Regions from separate parts of the Mus musculus genome. Here regions 1 and 3 are each linked to region 2. Evidence: chromatin contacts called from public HiCAR-type and HiChIP or PLAC-seq data. All regions are on one chromosome and are shown on one strand. Each heading gives the region's core, a stretch centred on a gene start, on an enhancer-like site or on the middle of the called end of the contact. The rest is flanking DNA. Distances are from core to core; before and after follow the strand shown.

Region 1 (3,205 bases), core at 19-2,518, 710 kb before region 2:
AGTCCAGGCATAGTAGTATGCATCTTTAATCTGGGCCATACCTTCTGCTGGAGCCCTACATAAGGATGATGAAAGAAGGAAGGTTCACTCTTCTTTGCCTGCTTGCACTTACTTGCCAGCACATCTGTTGGAACCTACCTCTTCAGGATTCTAGATTATACAGAATACCAGATGAAACACCTAGCCTCGTGGGACTGAGCAACTACTAGACTCTTGGACTTTCCATTCACAGCTACCCGTTATTGGGTTAGATAGATTGCAGACTGTAAGTCATTTCAATAAAGTGTTTAATATAGAGAGACATTCCATAAATTACGTTAATCTAGAGAACCCTGACTAATAGAGGTGCTTATGCTAAAAGTTCTCCAAAATTCAAATTTTATATTGAATATTTTCTTTTTTTAGGTTTTTAAATTATTTATTTATTTATTTATTGTATGAGTGCTCTGTCTGCATGTACAACTAGAGACCAGAAGAGGGCATGAGATCCCACCATGTGGTTGCTGGGAATTGAACTCAGGACCTCTGAAAGAGCAGGCAGTGCTCTTAACTGCTGAGTCATCTCTCCAGCCCACTATTGAATGAGAATATCTGACTCCTGTAATTTGAGAAGCATCAAACACAAATTTAAGGTAACTAATAAGGAAGCTGAATATGGTGGTCCCTGCCTGTGACTCCAGTACTTGGGATGACAAAGAAGGCAGGTCGCACAGGTTCTGAGTCTAGCTTGGGTTATACAGTGAGTTCTCTGAGATACTGTCTCAAAAATTAAACAACAAGAAGGGCTAGAGATGAACCTCAGTGCTCGCCTAGCATGCATGGAGTTCTGAGACCCATCCCTAACACTGTGAGAAAGTCCAGCTGCTGGGGTAGAGCTGGAATCCCAGCACTCAAGAGATAGAGGCAGGAGATCAAAAGCTCAACATCCTCCACTATATAGCAAGTTGAGGACAGCATGGGCTATGGACCCTGTCAGGGGCAGGAGGGAGGGAAGAGACAGACAGACAGACAGACAGACAGACGGAGAGAGACAGACAGACAGACAGAGACAGACAGACAGACAGACAGAGAGAGAGAGACATGGGAGTAGCTTTTGTTGTTTTATTATTTATTTACTTGAGAGTGTATCTCATATACCCCAGGCCTCCAGCTCACTAGCTAGCTGAGGCTGATCTTGACCTCCTGATTCTCCTGGGACTACCTCACTGTGCAGTGAACTGCAGGCGTAGGCTACAGCACTGACTTTAAGATGCATTCTTTCAGGAAATAATCCACATACAAAAGCCAACCCAAAACAACAACCACAAGCCTACACCCTCTGAGGTAATCATGACTAAACCTGACTTGCCCCTCCTCTTTTGCAAGCAGGCACCTCTGTGCTGCTTTCCCAGGACAGTCCCAACAGTGACAAATTGGGTGTCTTAAATCCACAGGCCCCTGTTCTCTCACAGTGCTAGATACAGGATGGAGATGAAGGTGTCACCAGGGCCCCACCCTCGCTGAAGATTTTAGGGCAAGAACTTCAGTGTTTCCTCCTGGCTTCTGTCAGCATAATGCCAGTCTGAGACTGGACTGCTGCATCATGTTGTCTGGGTCCAAATCAAACTATGTGAGTCATTGGATGACAGCATGCAGGAGTCCAGGATGACTTCAGTTCAACTGATACAAAGTCCCATTCCTAAATAAGGTCACATCCCCAGATCCTGGGCGTTAGGACTTTGATGTGTTTTTCTTGGGAACACAAATCTATCTGCCTGCCTCACTCAGTGCCAAACCATCTTTGTTTTGGGAACTTAATGATTTCTTTGTCTGGTGGGGGAAGGTTTGGGGAGGTGCTTCAGTGGGGGAAGGGCATGTGCTGTGCAAGCAGAAGGACCTAAGTTTGAATCCCCAGCACTCAAGTACCAGATGTGGCCATTCCAGCCTGTGACATCAGCATGGGGAGCAGGGGAGGTATATGGCTGGGGCTTGTTGGCCAGCTAGTATAGGCGGAAGAAAATGGAGCTCCATGTTTAGTGAGCAAGCCCTTTTCAAGAAATAAGTGGATTTAGGTGTGGTGGTACACACTGTTAATCTCTCCACTGGGGTGTTGGGATGGGGGCAAGGCAAGTGGATTTCTATAATTCAAGACAGGGGCTTGGTCTATGTAGAGAGCTCCAGGACAGCCACCAGGCTATGTAGTAAGACTGTCTCAAACCTCCTTGTGAAAAGAGAGAGAGAGAGAGAATATAAGTGGAAAATGATAGATGATACTTGATGTCCTATTCTTGCCTCCAAGTGTACACACACACACACACACACACACACTATAAAAAGTGTCCCCCCAGATAAAAACACAAGATACTTCCAGCACTTCAGAAATCTACATCATACCCCCTCCCAGTCATTACTGTAGTGTTTGAGAGTCCCCCACTGGCACCTTGACTTCTGTCATCAATTCTAATTCATGGGTTCCCATCTCCCAGCTACAGAAACTAGACAGAACTCACAGAGCAGCTACTAGCTGCTGTCCTCAAGACTGTGTGTGTCTTCTCACTGAGGAGATGCGGATCCAGATAGACATTGGAAGAAGAATGTGGGGCTCAGTCCAGGAGGCTTCAGGCCAACTTCTATGACTTCCCCTTGTCCTCACTCCAACTTTTCCAAGCGACAAAATATGATGCCATACACCAATACTTGCTAACTAGGACAACGTACCTGAACCTTATCCAGGACTTCTGTAGGCCTTGGCCATGCAGAAATTGTTGTTTTAAAAAACAAAAATCCCAGCTGTTTGATTTCACCAATGAAGACTCAGGAGCCAGAGGATGTGATGAAAGCCTGATACCTCAGAGGGGCAGAGAAAGCACCCAGCTGACCTTCCTACTCCACTGATGTCCCAGAAGGAAAAAGCTCTTTCTCCTCCACGTTGTCTTAATCACCATCTAACTCAATGTCCCTCCTTTCCATTTAGTTATGTTCACTCCCTGTCAGCTGGTCGCTTGCTCTGCCTTTTGACCTAGTTTGGCTTTATTTGGCTGTTAGGTTCAAAGTGAGTGTTAGAGCTGAGCCACACCACCAGCCAGTCCACAATCTTGAGGTTCACAATGTGGTCAAATATCCTACAATAAGACATGGCTGGGGCTGGAGAGATGGCTCAGGGGTTAAGAGCATTGACTGCTTTTCCAGAGGTCCTGAGTTCAATTCCCAGCAACCACATGGTGGC
Region 2 (3,258 bases), core at 249-2,748:
ATTTTTCATACGTACAGAGATTAAGCAAACACAGTATCTTAATCAGGAAGATATCTTAAACTGTCTTTCCTCCAAGAAGCCCTCCTGGACAAGAACAAACCTTCTAGTGGCTTGACGGACACCCTCTACCAAAGATGCTGTCATCACATGGCTCCCTGACACACTCAACTGCATTTGAAGATCTCTTGATGTGTCTTTCTGTTGGCTTCCTGACTTCAAGACAGGAAACATGCCATAGTCCTCCCCCTCCTCCTCCCCTTTCTCCTCCTCTTTTCCCTTCTTTTTTCCTTTTCTTTTCTGACAGAGTCTCACATAGCACAGGCTATGTGACTTGCTATGTAGCCAAGGATGACCCTGAACTTCTGATCCTCGTGTCTCCACCTCCAGAACACGGAGATTACAGATCTGGACCACCAGGCTTAGTTTACGAATCTGGGTGTGCTGGGCCAGCATGCTACCACCTGAGCCACACCCTCAGCCCCACTTAGTTCTTTGTTTCGTTTTGGTCAGGTGATCTTCTCTACACATATTTTCTCTTGTTGCTTCTTAACCAGCTCCACTGCTGAAGTCATCTATGGTATCACGAAGGCGGCAGATGGCAGCCATCCACAATTGCAGCCCAAGGCTGGGCAGTACCCAGGATCTCCTTGATGTTCTAAAAAGTCCCGTGGCAGACAAAGTTTGGAGCTGTGACGAAAGGATGGGCCATCTAGAGACTGCCATATCCGAGGATCCATCCCATAATCAGCTTCCAAACGCTGACACCATTGCACACACTAGCAAGATTTTGCTGAAAGGACCCAGATATAGCTGTCTCTTGTGAGACTATGCCGCGGCCTAGCAAACACAGAAGTGGATGCTCACAGTCAGCTATTGGATGGATCACAGGGGCCCCAATGGAGGAGCTAGAGAAAGTAATCAAGGAGCTAAAGGGATCTACAACCCTATAGGTGGAACAACAATATGAACTAACCAGTACCCCGGAGCTCTTGTCTCTAGCTGCATATGCATCAAAAGATGGCCTAGTCGGCCATCACTGGGAAGAGAGGCCCATTGGACACGCAAACTTTATATGCCCCAGTACAGGGGAACGCCAGGGCCATAAAGTGGGAGTGGGTGGGTAGGGGAGTGGGGGGGAGGGTATGGGGGACTTTTGGGATAGCATTGGAAATGTAAATGAGGAAAATACCTAATAAAAATATTTTTTAAAAATGTCCTGTGGCTAAAGGACGGTGCAGCATCAGCTGGGCACTGTGGACAATCTCACCAAAAGTGCTATTTTCATTGTCTAATGGTTCTCTGCACCTTTCTTTCTGATGACCCGGGTAGAGGCAGACGATACTGCTCTGTCTGGGTCTGTCTGGGTCTGTCTGCTCTGGGTTGTCAATTACACATCATCAGACCTTTCCAGTCACTGGTTACCTTAGAGATGTTATCTCCCTCTCCCAGCTTAGGGTGATGACTCCCTCTCTTTACCCCTTCTCCACTAGGGGGCCCCATCTCTGCTTTCTCCTTCCCGGGTCAGCTGAAGTATTTGCCACTCCTTCCAGGAAGTCCCTGCCTCTAAAATGTCCTTCCCACCTTCCTTCTCAGAGAAGCCCCATGCCATTGAGCATACAGTTCCAAAACTTCCTTCTTCCTCAAAAGCTTTCCTTGGTGGCAATTCCACAGTAAGGCTATATACTTGCTGCTGCATCGCGTTTGACGAATCTGCTGGGGAGAGGTATTTAGGGTGTGTCTGTGTTTAGCCATACAGACACTTGCAAAGAACGTACTTTTCTGTGTAAATGAGGTCTCAGTCTGTAGCACAAGCTGGACTGGAACTCACTAACAACAACCTTCCTGCCTCAGCCTCCCGAGGGCTGGGGTTTCACAGCTACAGTACCATGGCTGCAAGACCATTCTTGGGTGCACAGATGTGGTAAGATAGTTCAGGACAGGACCTGAAGGTGGAGGCGTTGCTGGGTCGGATACCACAGGCAGGGGTTAATTTAGAAAAGCTGGCCCAGAACTGAGGGTGTGGCTCAGCTAGTGGGTCTCACCTAGCGAGCAGGAGGCCACAGACTAACTGACTGTGGCTGCGGTGCACTCCGGGAATCTTGGTATTTAGGAGGTGGAGTCAGGAGGATCGCAAGTTCAAGGTCAGACCTAGATCGAACTGAGGCCACCCTCTGCTACCTGAACAAGACAGAAAGGATGGAAAGAAGAGGAGGGGGAGGGGGAAAGGGGAGAGGAGGAGGAGGAGGAGGAGGGGGAGGAGGAGGAGGAGGAGGAGGAGGAGGAGGAGGAGGAGGAGGAGGAGGAGGAGGAGGAGACCTCAGGCAGAGAGCGCAATAAATAGGTTGGTGAGAGGGTGCTTCAAGTTAAAGCCAGAGTGAGGATGGAAAGTCGGTCCCCAGTGTCTTACAGCCAGCCCTGCCCCCTCCTTCCCTCTTCCTCTTGCTGGAACTCTTAGATCTTCCCAGATCCAGAAAGCCTTGTGGGGGGGGGCACACCCAAGATAGGGATTTGAGGGGAGGGGGACCCAAAGCCATTAGTGCTTAATTAAAAACCCTTTGTCTTGCTGACAGACCTGCAGGATTTCCTACCATGCAAACCTCAGATGTGCTCTGTCCTTTGGGGTGACACTGGTTGAGGCAGGTGCCCAGAGAATTCAAAAGATGGTAGGTGGGGGAGCTGAGGTCTCCGCATAACAAAACCTTGGCTTTTAAGGACCAACACTGGGGTATTTTCTAACCTCACTTATTCATTCCTTACTACAGCCCTTCCTACAGTGTTTTGTCTTGCTTAGTTTTTAAACTTAAAATTTGTAATATCTATCTATCTATCTATCTATCTATCTATCTATCTATCTATCTATCTACTTATTGTGTGGTTTGATGCATGCCATGACGCATGCGCAGAGGTCAAAAGACAACTTGTGGGATCTGGTTCTCTCCACCCCGTGAATTTCACAAATCAAACTCAGGTTGCCAGCCTTGGCAGCAAGCCCCTTCCCCTCTGACCCATCTTGCCCACCATCTTTGTTTTTAAGCTAGGATCACGTGTAGTTCAAGCAGGTATCAGACTCACTGTGTAGCAAGGGTGACCTTGAACTTATGATCCTCCTGGGTGCTTGAGTCACAGACAAGGGCATATCGGGGTCTGAACCTAAGACTTCCTTTATGCATTGTACCAACTGACCCACATCTCCAGCCCCTCAGGAATTCTTTTCCTTAAATGAATAACTGTGTGGGGGGGGGGGGGGGAGAGAAAGCC
Region 3 (3,329 bases), core at 443-2,942, 750 kb before region 2:
GTTCTATGGTCCAGTTCAGGCCTTCAGCCTAACCTCCATAGCCTTTACCCTCAGACCCATCTTGCCATTGATTGCCTTCCTCCTTTTGTAGGGACAGGGAGGGTCTCATGTATCGCTGGCTGCCTAGATGTTGGTTTACTCAGAGTTGGAAGTAGAAGCCAGAGCTTCATAAAAGGCAGGTAAGCTCTGTGCTGAGCCTGCACCTCCAGCCCCTCTTCCAGTGTTCCTTATGTCATAACATTCCCCAAAGGGGCTTAAGGAAGCCCCATCTCCCCAGAAGTTGCTCTCTTAGATAAAGGGCTTCTTTTTTTATCCACTGAGTCTCAAAAATATTTTGCTTAAAATAATCTTCAGACCGGGTCAGTAAGGTGGCTCAACAAGTAAAGGCACTTGCCACTAAGCCTGAGTCCCCAAAACCCATACCGTGGAAGGAAAGAACTACAGCAAGTAGTCCTTTGACCTAGACACATGCGATGCAGCACAAGGGTGCACACACCCATACTCACTGACAGGCATACACTACACACAAAATCAATCAACCTGTCAATCAATTAATCTATAAGTAAATAAACAAATGGAGAAAAGACAACTGTTTCAACATAAGAAACTCTTACAAGCTTCTCCTTTTGTTTTCTCAAAATTCCTATTGTGTTACCTAAAGAAACTTACTAGGGAACTCAAGAGATGGCTCTGTGGTCAAGAGCTCACAGTCCTTAATTCCAGTTCCAGTGTTCTGATGCCCTCTTCTGGCCACTGCAGGCACTGCACATATAGGGTACATATACAGGCAAAACACTCATCGCATAAAAATAAAATAAATGGGGACTAGACAAATAGCTCACAGTTAAAAGTATTTTCTGCTCTTCCAGAGGACTTGAGTTCAGTTCCCAGTACATTGGACATCTCTCAACAGCCTGAACTCCAAGTTCAGGAGATCCGACACCATTATTCTCTATGGTCATCTGAATTCCTGAACACATACCCACTCACAGACACAGGTGTATAATATCAAAAATATAAATAGGTGTTGGATTATGCTGTGGAGACTTCCATGATGAGGACTGGTGGAATTTCAAGTCCTGAACTTGAGAGACCTCGGGGACTGGTGGAATTTTTTTCTTGTAGGGCAGGGTCTGGCCACTCTCCCACTTTTGGATGGTTAGAAAACCATTAGGGACGTTGGAAAACATGCGGGGGTGGGGGGACTGGGGAGGTTGGCCACTGGATCTCCTCAGGCAGGGGCCTGGCCACTTTCCTGCTTGAGCGTTTACAAAGTTTACAAAAGGAGCCCACAGAGGGGAAGGCTTTTCCTGTTGCACGTTGGCATGAACAGGCAACGGGCATGGCTAATGTTTGAGACTTTAAATTTGTTTTTGAGTCCATGGAGCCCAGGCTGTCTTCGAACTATGTTTATGAGAATGGCGCTGAACTCCTGATCCTCCTGCCTCTACCTCCCAAGTGTTGGGATTACAGATGGGGGCAGGGGGCGTGGCTCCAGTCACATTTTATGAGGCACTGGGTTTCAAACCTAGGACTGAGAACAAGCGCTTCACCAACGGAGCCTTAATCCGATTTTAAATGTTTTTAGTTTGTGGCCAGTAGGTGGCGCTCGAGCTGCCTCAATTCTAGACACCGGGGCCTGCTCTTTTGCTACACTTCCGCCTCTACTTCCGCTTCCGAGACGCGAAGGAAACGTCACTTCCGAAGGCTCCGCGTGGATTGACTTGTTCGGGTTCTCCAGCATGGCTGGGTTAGCAGGCCCCGCGAAGCCGAGTCTGGCATTGAACCCGCAGGAAGACTCGCAGTTTGAGAAGGCTCTGACGCAGATCCAAGGGCGCACGAAGAAGGTGAGCGGCGCGGGGCGGCCGGGCTGGCTCGGGAGCCAACCTCTCACGGGCTGGGAGACGATGGTTCCAATCAGGGGACCGAGGCAGGTCAGGAATCGGTGTGAGGTGAAGGAGGAGGGGTACCACGTGTGGGAGCATGGCACCCCCAGATCTCAGAATGTGTTAAAGCTGCCACGCTTCCGCTTTGACCTGCAAAATGAGGGTTCATGGTCTACCGCAGCATTCGGAAGGTGTGTTATGTCCCCTTAGTTTGTAGTGCTTAGAAGACGGAGTAGACGTCCCGAAGCCCACGTCCTGGGAGGATCGAGAGTCAGAATACAGCTCAGGGTCAGAATTCAGAATAGGGCTTCAACCTGTCAACCTGTCGAGTTCAGTTTGTATGCAATGTCCCTAACGGAAGTTTATAGTCCCTTTGGTTTGCACCATGGAGTGCATTGGAGAGAACGACAGCTTTTCTTTTTTTATTGTTGTTGTCCTGGGGGTCTTTTGGGAGGGTCGCTTTTGTTACAGTGTCAGTATAGGGTTTATTGTAGCCCAAGCTCACCTCACATTTGCTGTGCAGTCGAGGTCTTGAACCCCCTATATCCACTTCATGAATACACTATAGGTCACCCGGTACCCTACCTGACAGGAAACAAGTTCTTGTTCTCTGGGGTCATAGTATGGTGATAGAGAAGGAGAGTCTGCACCATGAAGGTTAACAACCGGAAACAGTTAAGATTCGGTGTAATAAACTGCCAACTGCATTCGGAGTTGAAGGTCTTGGTTTCACAGTGTTACTCTGAACATGACAGACTGTTACTTGCTTGTCCATTTAGCTCTTGAACACATGTTGTGCTGACTGTTTTGTAGGGACAGGTGGGTGTGGACATATGTGTGCCTTGGTGTGCATCATGGTGCGTGCGTGTGTGGGAGTCTGTCTCTTGCAGAGTCTGTGGCTCTGTGTGATTGAACTCAGGCCTCAGCCTTGCTCAGCAAGTGCTTAAGGGAAGAGAGATACCAAACACGGAGTTTTTCAGTTTCTGCCCTGATAGAGTTATGAGTTTGTTCCTGGACCAAGGGGAAAGAATGGTGTTGAAAATTTGTTGCAGGCCAGGCAAGGTGACTTTTACCTTCAATCCTAGTGTTGGAGAGGCAGAGGCAGGCAGATCTCCACCTAGCCTCTGAAAGGACTTTAGGAAGCTGGGTGGCGGGGACACACACCTTTAATCTTAGCACTCAGGAAGCAGGGGCAGGTGGATCTGTGTGAGTTTGAGCCTAGCCTGGTCTACAAAGCTAGCTCCAGGACAGCTGGGGCTACCCAAAGAAACTCTGTCTCAAAAAAAAGAAAAAGACATTAGAATTAATTTACTCTGAGGTTATGGAATGGTAACATACTTTCGTTGAAAAATAAAGACCTTTGCAGGGCATGGTGATATAGGACTTTAATCTTAGCATTCAGCAGTTAGAGGCCAGCCAGGTCTACGTAGTGAGTTTTGGGCC

Evidence for each region. HiCAR-type assays count read pairs that join an accessible place to other places. HiChIP or PLAC-seq counts read pairs in DNA pulled down with a chosen protein or histone mark.
Region 1: a contact with region 2 is called in a HiCAR-type map of embryonic stem cells, with 4 times the contacts expected there. The contact joins two enhancer-like sites. A contact is called at or near these places in 1 of 484 Hi-C or Micro-C datasets (neural progenitor cells) and 3 of 115 datasets of contacts at active chromatin or transcription factors (all in embryonic stem cells).
Region 3: a contact with region 2 is called in an H3K27ac HiChIP or PLAC-seq map of embryonic stem cells, with 4 times the contacts expected there. The contact joins the promoter of Nifk here to the enhancer-like site in region 2. A contact is called at or near these places in 5 of 39 promoter capture datasets (cranial neural crest, embryonic stem cells, frontonasal cranial neural crest and 2 more), 10 of 484 Hi-C or Micro-C datasets (the C2C12 cell line, the G1E-ER4 cell line, the HPC-7 cell line and 3 more) and 4 of 115 datasets of contacts at active chromatin or transcription factors (acute myeloid leukemia, embryonic forebrain, embryonic stem cells and 1 more).

Annotation. Positions count from the first base shown.
Region 1 is chr1:118,367,648-118,370,852 of GRCm38.p6, forward strand. No RefSeq gene overlaps it. Among named protein-coding and RNA genes, the nearest start is that of Gm28867, 9.9 kb to the left of the region's middle. Within about 2 kb of position 1,269, at least 79 of the 459 cell types and tissues checked have an H3K27ac peak or open chromatin away from gene starts, as enhancers often do. A contact at or near this core is called in embryonic stem cells, where this site is marked.
Region 2 is chr1:119,073,598-119,076,855 of GRCm38.p6, forward strand. No RefSeq gene overlaps it. Among named protein-coding and RNA genes, the nearest start is that of Gli2, 22 kb to the left of the region's middle. Within about 2 kb of position 1,499, at least 12 of the 459 cell types and tissues checked have an H3K27ac peak or open chromatin away from gene starts, as enhancers often do. A contact at or near this core is called in embryonic stem cells, where this site is marked.
Region 3 is chr1:118,320,151-118,323,479 of GRCm38.p6, forward strand. It overlaps Nifk (nucleolar protein interacting with the FHA domain of MKI67), which reads left to right and starts at 1,693. Exons shown (of 7, transcript NM_026472.4): 1 at 1,693-1,847. The coding sequence starts at 1,743.